4 separate regions of the Mus musculus genome follow, and regions 1, 3 and 4 are each linked to region 2. The links are chromatin contacts, called in public Hi-C and promoter capture Hi-C maps. All regions are on one chromosome and are shown on one strand. Each heading gives the region's core, a stretch centred on a gene start, on an enhancer-like site or on the middle of the called end of the contact. The rest is flanking DNA. Distances are from core to core; before and after follow the strand shown. Region 1 overlaps Tmem163 (transmembrane protein 163). Region 2 overlaps Map3k19 (mitogen-activated protein kinase kinase kinase 19). Region 3 holds the start of Lct (lactase). Region 4 overlaps R3hdm1 (R3H domain containing 1).

Region 1 (2,721 bases), core at 174-2,673, 340 kb before region 2:
GGGATGGTCTAGATCAGGTTGCCCTGTGGGTTTGTGGAGAATCGTGCCTATTGACTTGATTCTTGCAGGAAGAATGCCTAAAAGGGAGTGGCCCCGCTCCTTGGATTCGGACACTCAGCTGCAGAGAGTAGAGAAAGCTAGCCGGCATCTAATGAGCAAGCATGCGTTCATTCTCTCTGCCCTTGACTATGCTTGTATTGTGATAAGCTGCTACAAATTCCTGCCTTGACTTCCCTGAGACGATGCTGGAAGTCTAAGCCCAAATAACCTTTCTCCCCTAAGTTGGCTTTTGTCTGGATATTTTACCATAGCCACAGTCTTCATGATCATGGGCGGGTCTGGGGGACACCACAGGCAGGCTTCAGGCTTTCTCACAGCAGAGGTGGGGACAGCAGAAGGTGGTTTTGACTACCCTGTGACTCCTCCAGGCACCCCGGGGGTGAAAACAGGATGAGGGAGGCACAGAACCTGTAGCTTAGAGACACCAAGGCCCCACCAGGCTCTGTGCTCATTTGATTTAAGAACCTGGGCCACAGCTATGTCCCCAAGAGAAAGATGTCTCAACCTCCAATCCATTTGACTGATGTTTGGTTTGGTTTTTGAGGCAGGATCTCATGTAGCCTATGCAGGCCTGGAACTTACTAAGAAGCCAAGGATAACCTTGAATTTATGGTCCCCCTGCCTCCACCTCTCTAATGCTGCGACGATAGACAGGTGTGCACCACTACACCCAGATGATGCCCTACTGAGGCTCAACCCCCAAGCCTTGTACATGCCGGGCAAGCACTCTATAAACTCTTTAAACTATAGCTCCATCTCTTTCCTTCATAAAATAAAAGACCAGGTATGGTGGCACACTCCTGTAATCCCAACACACATGAGTGTAAAACAGGAGGAAAGAAAGTGTAGGGTCAGCCTGAGCTACATGACCCTGTCTTAGGAAACCAAAAGGAACCTAGCCATTTCTGCTCTATTTTATGTCATTTGACTCAGGGTGGTAGACACTAGCTCCAAGTTTCATGAAGTAGGCAGTTTGGGGAATAGGGATGGGGTGAATGGGTCCCCTCATCATTGAATTCATCTGCAAGACCTCAGCATCTAACAGCATCCAGGCAGGACCTTTCTTGTCTCCGAGCTCAGCCATCAGACAGTGTATGCCCGCACCACTCACCGTCTGTGATGAGAGCCCTGCTTGTCAGGACCTTCCCCAGCATAAACTTCAGCACAGCCAGTACGCTGCAAAGGATCCCGCTTAGAATGGAGACGCTGAACAGGAAATCATCCTAGGAGAGAGCAGTCCAGATTTTGACATGTTATCTCTTGCTGGAACAATCATCTCAAGACCCCTTGTCACAGCTGCCTGCTTTGTGCCAGGAGCAGGTAGCCAGTCAGGCAAGCTACCACCAGGTGGCGGTATACCGCCAGTGTTCGCCTGTGTGACTGGCGTTGAGACGATGATTAAAAGCAGCCAGACTAATATTTACAAAGCCATTATGTATTCCCTCTCTTCTTACTATTCTGCTAAAACACACAGCAATCATTGATTGTCAACAGGGTTGATGATAATGCCAAGAACAATGGCTAAGCAATATTCTACTGATAATTCACAAAGCATCCAATTGAGAGTTTTAGAGCCACATCACGGCCCAAGAATCCTTTCTCACTGGATTAGCCACAGAATCACTTACGGCTAGAGATACTTAAAACACAGTGTGTTTTTTTTTTTTTCGTTCACACAATTGAGATTTCAAAGATAGTCTTCAAGGTAAGAAAAAGTGGTGCCTAAAAATAGTCCACTGTTGACGTGATGTTAGCACTGCCCGTAGGTGCTGCGTTAACGTTTGCAAGCAAATGGGTGAGTCACTTGTGCGAAGCTGGAGTCTTCACTGCTATCTCTCGACAGCAGGCCCCTTGAGACTTCCTTTGTGCGCCCACGCGCTGCCACGCGCTGCCACGCGCTGCTCCCCTGAGACCCAGCCACCAGGTTCTCCCGAATTAAAATGCACCTGCCAGCAGAAATCCAACACGGTAGCAGATATCCACGGAGAAATAGGATCTTCCTAAAGCATTTTATTAATAAATTTGCTATCCCAGTGACAGACGCAGGGACAAAGGAGACAGCTTGGTTTGCCAGGCCTAAAACTTAACTAAATCATTTAGAAAATCACCTCTCCAGGCTTGTGGTCTCTGTACAGTTTGAGCATCGCTCACAAGACACCCACCAATGGCAGGGGGCAGCTCTGCCGGCATGTGCTCACAAATTCTCATCCACTCTTTCATCTAGGAAGGTCAATCAGCCCCAGGTCACCAGCTCTCCTTGAACTTGAGCTGAACCTAGAGCATCTAAACTGCAGATATAACAGGAAAAGGGAGACTGAGGCAGCTGAGATTGTTCAAGGTGACAGTGCTTGCTGCTAGGCCGGCTGATGCGAGATCAATCCCTGGGACTCACATGGTGAAGGAGGGAACTCACTACCCTGAGCTGTCCTTGACCCTCCAACCATGCTGTGGCAAGTGTACATGCATCCTGGAATGTGAGTGCGTCATACACACACATAGACACACATAGACACACACCCTCACACACATAAGCATACACACTAAAATTAAAATCTAATTTAAAAAATTAAAGAAATGGGGAAATGGTAACATTAAATGGTTTAAACCCACCAAACACCATCTATTCAAGTTAACAAAAGTTAACATCACCACCATAAGCTA
Region 2 (2,700 bases), core at 39-2,538:
CTGTCCTGGAACTTGCTCTGTAGACCAGGCTGCCTCTGCCTCCTGAGTGCTGGGATTAAAGGTGTATGCCGCCACCACCTGACTTAAAAAAGATTATTATTGAGCGCGTGCATATGTGTGTGTGTGTGTGTGTGTGTGTGTGTGTGTGTGTGTGTGTGTGTATGTACACATGAGGACACATGCTTGTGGCACAGGGCACATGTGGAGGTCAGAAGCTAGCTTGTGGGATTCAGTTTTCTACTTGCAGTATGTGGGTCCCAGGGATTGAACTTAGGTAGCCAGGCTTGGTAGGAGCAAGCACCACTACTTTCTGAAACATCTGCCTCAGAGTTATTGTTGGTGATATTCTCCTTTAATGGAAGTTGTTACTATTGATTTTGTGCTTTTAATTTTCTACATCTAGGCTGGGGATGTAGTTGACTGTGCCCAGCACCATATATAACTGGGCATGGAGGCACATGTTTGTAATCTCAGCACTTGGGAAACCGAGGCAGAGGCCGGAGTTCAAGGTCATTTTTGGTTATGCAAGCAGTTTGAAGCTGGCCTGGGATGCATGAGACCTGTCTCAAAAATAAACACCGTATTTAAATGGAAAGGCGCATCTAGGCCTCAGTTCTATAACAAAGTCCTACGACCCTGGCACTGTGAACTTTAGGAACACTACAACTGCCCAAAGATTCTAAAACCTTAAAGAAAGAAGGGTGGGGAGAATAGAAAGCATAGGAAACTAGGTTGTGAACAGATTTCTTTAAAACTCTGTTGGAATGTCAAGTATGATGTCTCAATGGGGAATGACACTTGCTGCCAAAAATGGTCACCCAAGTTTGATCCTGGGAGCTGCATAGGAAGAGAGAACTGATCCCCAAAAGTTGTCTCCTGATGTCCATGAGTACTGTAATATGCATTTGAATTCTAGTCCCCATAAATAAATGTAATTAAAAATTTTTAAATACCATTAGAAGGTAAAAATACTCAGAAATGAAAAGACTCCCACACTGGAAAGAAAGTATTAATGAAAAAAATTTAAAATGTATAAAATAAATAGAATCCTATGACATAGAATTCAATACAGATAAAACAGGAACTGCCTTCTGTGTTATTCACATACAAGTTAGGGGCAGATCGAATGTCTGTCTTCCCAAAGAGATTTTATGTTTGAGTCCTAAATTTCAGAGTGATGTCAGGAGGAAGTAGGACCTTTAGGAGGGAATTACTTCATGAGAGTGGAGCCCTGATAGTGGCCTGAGTGGTCCTAGTCAAGACACCAGTGAGCCAGAAAGAGGAACTAACCAAAGGCTTCCAGCGTGCATACACTGAATTGAAACATTCTTTCGGCAGAGAGAAGGCAACTCCTAAGAGTCAGGAAGCTCATAAAGCTACCGAGACTCTGACCTACCCTGAGGCTATATAAGCAGTAAAAAAGAATTACTTGGGGGCTGAGTGAAAAGAAGAGAGAGAGAGAGAGAGAGAGAGAGAGAGAGAGAGAGAGAGGCTCTTTAATTGAGGTACTTATAGATCACAAGTTTCAAGGATGCAGCTTTCCCGGATTCATCGCCCATTTATTTCGGTGATCCAGTGGCCTTTGAGTCATCCATGGTTCTGTATACAGCCCCTTATCCATGATCCTATAAATAAGCTAATGAACTCACTGCTCCACTGAGCTGGCTGTGAATGGAATCTTTCCTTTGGTCTATTGTCTGTACTCTGACAGATGGCTAGACATGGGTTTATGTCTGAAAAGCCATATAACAGCAACCTATTCTAACTCCTTAGTCCCTAGAACTGAGAAATAAATTTCTGGTTTGTTTTGCTTTTGTAGTTTTGTTTTGTTTGAGACAGGGTTTCTCTGTGTAGCCCTGGCTGTCCTGGAACTTGTGATACAGACCAGGCTGGTCTTGAACTCACAGAGATCTGCCTGCCCCTGTCTCCCAAGTGCTGGGATTAAGTGCATGCAACATTGCCGCCTGACTTAAATTTCTGTTCTTTATTATCTCACTCACTCGCTATATGGATTTTATTGTGACAGTAGAAATTAAGACACACATGTGCACACACAAACACACACAAACACACACAAACACACACACACACACACACACACACACACACACACACACTCTCGGTACAACCTAACTAGCTAATTTGCGTATTTAAATTTATGTAAATGAATGTTTTGCCTACATGTACGTCTACCACATGCATGCAGTCCTAGCTGAGGCCAGAAGAGGATGTCAGATCTCCTAATACTGAAGTTTCAGATGGTTGTGAGCTCCTATGCGAGTGCCAGGAATCAAGTCTTCTGGAAGAGCAGTCAGTGCTCTTAACTACTGAGCCATCTCTCCAGCCCCTAATTTACAATTTAAACATGATTATACTAATACTGTCATTAGTCAGCTGGATGGGGTGTTACATACTATGGGATCCTGGGAAGCTAAAGTAGGAGTTCAAGACCAGCTTACACTACATAGTAAGTTCTAACAGTATAACAAGACTGCCTCAAAAATATGTGTACACGATATTGATATTTATAGAAATCATATATGATTATTACAAAACATTGAGGCAGTACAAATAAAATAGTAGGTTGACCAGACATTTCATTTTTATCGTTGTGCTTTTTTAAACTGTTTTTAAAAAGATTTAATCATCTTATTTTATCTACACAAATGATTTGCTTGCATGAATATGTCTGTACTGCCT
Region 3 (2,700 bases), core at 113-2,612, 490 kb after region 2:
TTAGTTTGTTAATGGTGAAGACTGTGGGAAGAATTGTGACTTGTAACCTTCCCTTCAAAGGATACAAAAAGACAGTTGCATAGACTTGACCCTCAGGAAGGGTTTTAGAAGATAGTTTTCAAGAGACTGAAGAGACCCTCAGCAGTTAAGAGCACTGGCAGTTCTTCCAGAGGACTCAGGTCTGATTCCTAACATCCACATGGCAGTTCACAACCCTTTGTAACTCCAGTTCCAGGGGATCCAAGGGCACAGTCACCCTTATGGTGCTCAGACATACATGCAGACAAAACACCCATATACATAAAATAAAACCACACACACACACAGATAATTCACGTGCACTTAGGATATGACTTAGTGGTTGCCTGACATGCACAAGCCCTGGGTTTTAGCCTATCACTGAATAAAACTGGATGTGGTGGCATCTGCCTGTCATCTCAGAATTCAGGAGGTGAAGGAAGATAAGAGGTTCAAAGCTATCTCCTGACCACACAGTGAGCCAGCCTAGGCTACAAGAGATATTATCTCAAAGGAAGAGAAAAGATGTTTCAGACAAATGCAGGACACATTTGTGTCCCCTTTGGAAATGTTCACATTACAGATTCTCAGCAGTGCTTAGATCTGGTGGTGGGTGGGTGTGGGTGGGGATCTCCTGGAAGCGCACAGTTGGGAGGGAACATCACCATGTCAGTGTGTACTCACCCTGAGAAGAGTACTTTCTGTGGTAAACGTCAAAGGCTTTCCTGTGGGCATCGCTGAGGGTTTGGAGACCAGAAGCTTTCAAATGCTGGTGGGGAAGACCCATGATCACTTTCTCCAAGTCACTGAAGGTGAACCAGATCTCAACAAGGTCCCCAAAGGACTGAAAAGCCAATGTGGCATAATCAGCAAAGAGGTCAGCAAAGCCCCCGTCTCTCTGGATGGTGCTGGTAGGTGGCATCTGGTGGAACAGGACCACCATGGGCTGAAGCTGGGCATCCTTCAGGGACTGGAGGAGTTGTCGGTAGCACTGCACTGCTTCCTGGTCTGGATTCTTGGAGCTTCCTTTTGGGAGAAGTTGTGCCCATGACAGAAGTACTTTGTAATGGGTAACCTGGCTGGCCCGAAGACTGCTGAAGTACTGAGGCAAGAAGGAGGGCAGTGGCTGCTGGCAGACATAGATGTCAGTATCACCAGCTACCAAATCAGAGCCCTGCTTTCCCAGCGGATGGTTCAGATTGTGCACTAAGTCATTTGTTAGAGGACCAGCAGCTGAAATAAAATTTCTGTCAGATTCCCAGTCATTCCCCTGGCATGAAAGACCCAGGAGGAAGGTACTGAGGAAGAGTGCTGTCCAAGGCAGCTCCATGGTCAAGGAACTGCTAGAACGGTGTGGAAGGAATCCTGACTTTATGAGCACAGCCAAGGCTGTAAAATACAGTGATTATCCATACAATATTTAACTGGGTTATCTAGGACAGATAAATCAGAACTTGGATCAACTGGTATAACCTTCAAGGGGGAAAGTGTTCCATGTTTGTATATACATGTTTGTGTACTTGTGTGCACACACAGGCCAGAGGTAGATCTTGGCTGTCTTCCCCAACTGCTAGTTCCAGGGAACTGTCTGTCTCAGCCTCTTCAGTGCAGAATTACAGACGTTCGTCATCACAATGGAAGAAAGAAAAGGAAAACATGGGAACTTGAATAGCAGTGCTCGTCTTTAACTCGGCCAGCACTCAGGAGGTTGGGGTAAGCGGATCTCTTAAGTTTGAGGCCAGCCTAGCTTACATAGTGAGTTTCAGGCCAGCCAGAGCTAGTGAGACCCTGTCTAGAAAAAGCAAAAGTTTGACAGGGGTGGCAGTGGAAAGTTGGCCCCGTGACTTAAGAGTACTTGCTGCTTTTGCAAAGGATACAGGCTTGGTTTCTAGTATCCAAAAGGTGACTCACAAAGGGATCTGAGGCCTTCCTCTGACCACAGGCACCAGGCATGCATGGTACATATACATACGTGCAGGCAAAACACTCACACACATAAATCAATCTTGTAAAGGGGGGAAGCAACCCTTCTCTGTATACATGTGCACATAGTATGAGTGCATGAATGTGTGTATGTGTGTGTGTGTGGAGTAGGGACAGCTTTGGGAAGGCATTGTTCATCTTTCATTTTTACTTAAAAATGAAAAAAAAAATGTGTATGCATGAGCTCTACAACACCCATGAGGTCAGCTGGGTCTTTTTCTTCCATGTCAGTCCTTAGGAGCAAACTCAGGTCCTCAGGCTTGCATAAGTGCCTCAGCAGAAGTCTCATAGGCCCCCTTGCTTTCAAGCTGGGTCTTTCACTGGCTTGGAATTGGTTTTGTAGGATAGGCTGGTCTACATCTCTTCTTCCCCAGTGCAGGGATTCCAAGCATGGACTACCACATTCAAGTTTATGTGCCTTTTTTCCACACTCAGTTCCTCATGTTTGAGGGTCAAGTACTTTAACGACTGAGCTATCTCAGCAGCCAATATAGTAAGTATCAAGTTTTCATATCACATTAAAATACAATAAGGAGTTGAAAGTGTCTTTGATGACACACTGTGAGGTCAGGTGTAGTGGGGATTTCTTTATTCCTACTGCTAGGGAGGCAGGGGCATAGGTCCCAGACTATAGACTACACAGTGAAACAGCAAGATTGTCTTTAAACATATCAAAGCCTGCATTTTTCAATTTTTATT
Region 4 (2,700 bases), core at 149-2,648, 350 kb after region 2:
TATTTATAATTTAGTAGTATAGAGCAACTTAAACATAGGACGGCCCCATCACAAAAATCAAGAAATAAGAGTAAGAAGTTTTGTTTTTACTGACAAAACTCAGATAATAGGGTTTCAAATGGCTAATGATGTTTCTATTAATGACATAAAAGTTAATATTCTCATTATGAAATCAACTTGAGCCTAGGTATATTCTTGCTGTTTTGAATTCACTTGATACTATTTTTCTTGTTGAATCTCTTGTAATTTTTATGACTTTATAAATGTAAAGCTGTTGCCCCAAAGTGTAAATTTCCATGCTGTGCACTTCTTGTAACATTTTCTTCTGACATTAACTGTTTACCCACCTGTTATTCCTAGCCTGTTGGTCCTCTGCAGTCCTCTTCTCAGCCTGTTCAGTGCTCTCCAGCCCCCTACCCATCCCCGCTCCTGCCAGTCTCACCCACCCAGCAGTACTCCGTGGTACTGTATCTCCTTTCACCTCACTGTTACTATGGGCATTGTGTGATGAATGCTTCAGACTGTGCTCAGTGTGATTTGCTCTTTTACAGGAAGTTACATAGGTAACAAAGGTTTTTTCTAATTCTTATTAATAATAATTTATTCCTTTTCATAAGACAGTGATTATATCAACTTATAGTAACTATAAAAGACTTAATATTATTCCTATTTTTCAGAAGGGAAGTTTTCAGGTTGAATGTTCTGAACTAAGTAGTCTCAGATAGTTTAGTTTGTTTTTTTTAAATCGAAGTCAGTTTTGAGTCTATGTAGTCCTGGAGGGCAGTGTCATAGAGTTCTAATTAAAACACCATTACTAAGATCAAGATGGGAGGAAAGAGTTTATTTCATCTTACCTCAGGAGTCTAACTATATTTCTGTGGGAAGTCAGGGCATGAACTCAGGGCAAGAAACTGTAGGTAGGAGCTGAAGTGGAGGCCATGCAGGGCTGCTGCTCATTGGCTTGATACTCATGCCTTACTCAGCCTGCTTTCTTATACAACCCAAGAATACGTACTTGCCCGGTGGTGGCATCGCCCACAATGGGCTGGCCCTTATGACATCAATCACTATTTAAGAAAACATACCACAGACTTGCTGACAGGTTAGTCTTACTGAGGCTTTTTCTTTTTTTTTTTTAAAAGATTGATTGATTGATTGGTTGATTGATTGTTTGATTGATTGATTTGGTGTATATGAGTACACTGTCTTCAGAAACACTAAAATAGGGTATTGGATCCCATTACAGATGGTTGTGAGCCACCATGTGGTTGCTGGGAAATGAACTCGGGACCTCTGAAAGAGCAGTCAGTGCTCTTAACTGCTGAGTCATCTCTCCAGCCCCATTAAGTCATTTTCTTAATGAGAGTCCATCTTCCCATGTGACTCTAGTTTGTGTTGTGTTGACATAACTCTAGTGAGAACAGGCAGCTTTCCTTTTTAAGTACTAGTTAGGTACAGTAGGTCAGAAGCAGTTACTTTCGATGGATTGCAGCATGTAGCTATAGAGAACTTCTGACTTTATCAGAGGTCACTTGACACTTAATTTCTTACTGTAAGATAATACCCTTAATCCAAAGTATGCCCTGAATTATAGTTGTCAGGGTCTGTGAGATCAGGCCCGCACTGCAAGTAATTAGCTTTGTGATGTTAAAACATTGCATCTTTTCCCATACATGAACTAGCTTCTACTTTTAAAAAAATTTGCTTTCTTTAAAGTGAACTTCCTGAAAAACTTGCTTGTTTTTAACTAGGGATATTCTATGTTGACCTGTCCTATGTTGGATGCTTTTGCTTTGAATTGAGGAGACAATATTTATCAGCTTAATCTCTCAATGATTTTATGAAATAACTTTCAGCCTACAAGAAAGAGAAACATGAGGCTGGAGAGGTGGCCCTTTGGTTAAGAGTACTAGCTGCTCTTCAGAGGACCAGGGTTCAGTCTCCAGCACCCACGTGGTAGCCCACAATGCCTTTAATTCCAGTTCTAGGGAAGTCTGACACCCTCACACCCATGCACATGAAATAAAACTGTTATTAAAAAAGGAAACATTATCTTTTATGAATGGCTCTTGTACTTATACTACTTTTTTAATATTTAGCCATATTATTTTGTAATTTAGAACTAGGAGTATTTTCATATATAAGAAGCCGTTTCCATATATTCTAAGTCTGTTGCTTCCTAAGAGCGGGCATTTCATTTTAACCCTATGCTGTCATTTGGGTGACCAATAAGAGATCATGCTTAGGCTGTCGAGTTAGGAGCTATCTGTCGTATGGCACATAACTCATAGCCTTGGCTGTAGTCCACTGGTTGCTTAGCAACGATCCAGAAACAGGACGCTTTGATATAAAGTATCCTCCTGTTTACATTGAGCGGCAGACTGAGAAATTATGCCTATATTATTTTTTGACATATTAAAAAAAGGGAATGACTAGTTAGATTTTGATAGTTGGAAATGCAGAAGAGAAGAGCTATTTAAAAGTCATTTCTCACAGAAAATACTAAATATGTAATATAAAAATGTCCAGGTTTGCTTCTGAACCCAAGTCAACATTTAAACTTCATTAAATACATGTAGCTTTGTTTTTTAAACTGAAAAATGCACTCTCATCTTTTTCTCATGCTATGATTTCCACTAGGTATATTTTATAAATAATATGTAATATCATTATATCTTCCCTCCTACATAGGAGTTCTCA

What was found. Promoter capture Hi-C pulls out the DNA fragments that hold promoters and counts their contacts. Hi-C and Micro-C count contacts between places; a contact is called where the count stands out from the background.
Region 1: a Hi-C map of B cells shows a contact between it and region 2, with 2.5 times the contacts expected there. The contact joins two enhancer-like sites. A contact is called at or near these places in 7 of 39 promoter capture datasets (the 3T3-L1 cell line, embryonic stem cells, hippocampal neurons and 3 more), 1 of 15 datasets of contacts at CTCF or cohesin (embryonic stem cells), 33 of 484 Hi-C or Micro-C datasets (B cells, the Ba/F3 cell line, the G1E-ER4 cell line and 15 more), 5 of 115 datasets of contacts at active chromatin or transcription factors (T-cell acute lymphoblastic leukemia, astrocytes, embryonic basal ganglia and 1 more) and 2 of 9 other capture datasets (embryonic stem cells and liver).
Region 3: a contact with region 2 is called in a promoter capture Hi-C map of the HPC-7 cell line. The contact joins the promoter of Lct here to the enhancer-like site in region 2. A contact is called at or near these places in 14 of 39 promoter capture datasets (the 3T3-L1 cell line, 3T3-L1-derived adipocytes, the C10 cell line and 9 more), 5 of 484 Hi-C or Micro-C datasets (the Ba/F3 cell line, the P5424 cell line, Th1 cells and 2 more), 3 of 115 datasets of contacts at active chromatin or transcription factors (T-cell acute lymphoblastic leukemia, embryonic stem cells and large pre-B cells) and 2 of 9 other capture datasets (adipose tissue and embryonic stem cells).
Region 4: a contact with region 2 is called in a promoter capture Hi-C map of the HPC-7 cell line. The contact joins two enhancer-like sites. A contact is called at or near these places in 9 of 39 promoter capture datasets (3T3-L1-derived adipocytes, the C10 cell line, the HPC-7 cell line and 7 more), 1 of 15 datasets of contacts at CTCF or cohesin (pro-B cells), 8 of 484 Hi-C or Micro-C datasets (3T3-L1-derived adipocytes, the C10 cell line, the G1E-ER4 cell line and 5 more), 3 of 115 datasets of contacts at active chromatin or transcription factors (T-cell acute lymphoblastic leukemia, embryonic stem cells and large pre-B cells) and 5 of 9 other capture datasets (adipose tissue, embryonic stem cells, liver and 2 more).

Annotation. Positions count from the first base shown.
Region 1 is chr1:127,499,013-127,501,733 of GRCm38.p6, forward strand. Tmem163 (transmembrane protein 163) reads right to left here. Exons shown (of 8, transcript NM_028135.2): 6 at 1,172-1,283. Among named protein-coding and RNA genes, the nearest start is that of Gm41947, 21 kb to the left of the region's middle. Within about 2 kb of position 1,424, at least 20 of the 459 cell types and tissues checked have an H3K27ac peak or open chromatin away from gene starts, as enhancers often do. A contact at or near this core is called in B cells, where this site is marked.
Region 2 is chr1:127,835,548-127,838,247 of GRCm38.p6, forward strand. The region is part of intron 6 of Map3k19 (mitogen-activated protein kinase kinase kinase 19); the gene reads right to left. Among named protein-coding and RNA genes, the nearest start is that of Map3k19, 18 kb to the right of the region's middle. Within about 2 kb of position 1,289, at least 35 of the 459 cell types and tissues checked have an H3K27ac peak or open chromatin away from gene starts, as enhancers often do. A contact at or near this core is called in B cells, the Ba/F3 cell line, the HPC-7 cell line and 1 more, where this site is marked.
Region 3 is chr1:128,326,956-128,329,655 of GRCm38.p6, forward strand. It overlaps Lct (lactase), which reads right to left and starts at 1,363. Exons shown (of 17, transcript NM_001081078.2): 1 at 703-1,363. The coding sequence starts at 1,348.
Region 4 is chr1:128,190,278-128,192,977 of GRCm38.p6, forward strand. It overlaps R3hdm1 (R3H domain containing 1), which reads left to right. Exons shown (of 27, transcript NM_181750.2): 17 at 361-462. Among named protein-coding and RNA genes, the nearest start is that of Mir128-1, 11 kb to the right of the region's middle. Within about 2 kb of position 1,399, at least 8 of the 459 cell types and tissues checked have an H3K27ac peak or open chromatin away from gene starts, as enhancers often do. A contact at or near this core is called in the HPC-7 cell line, where this site is marked.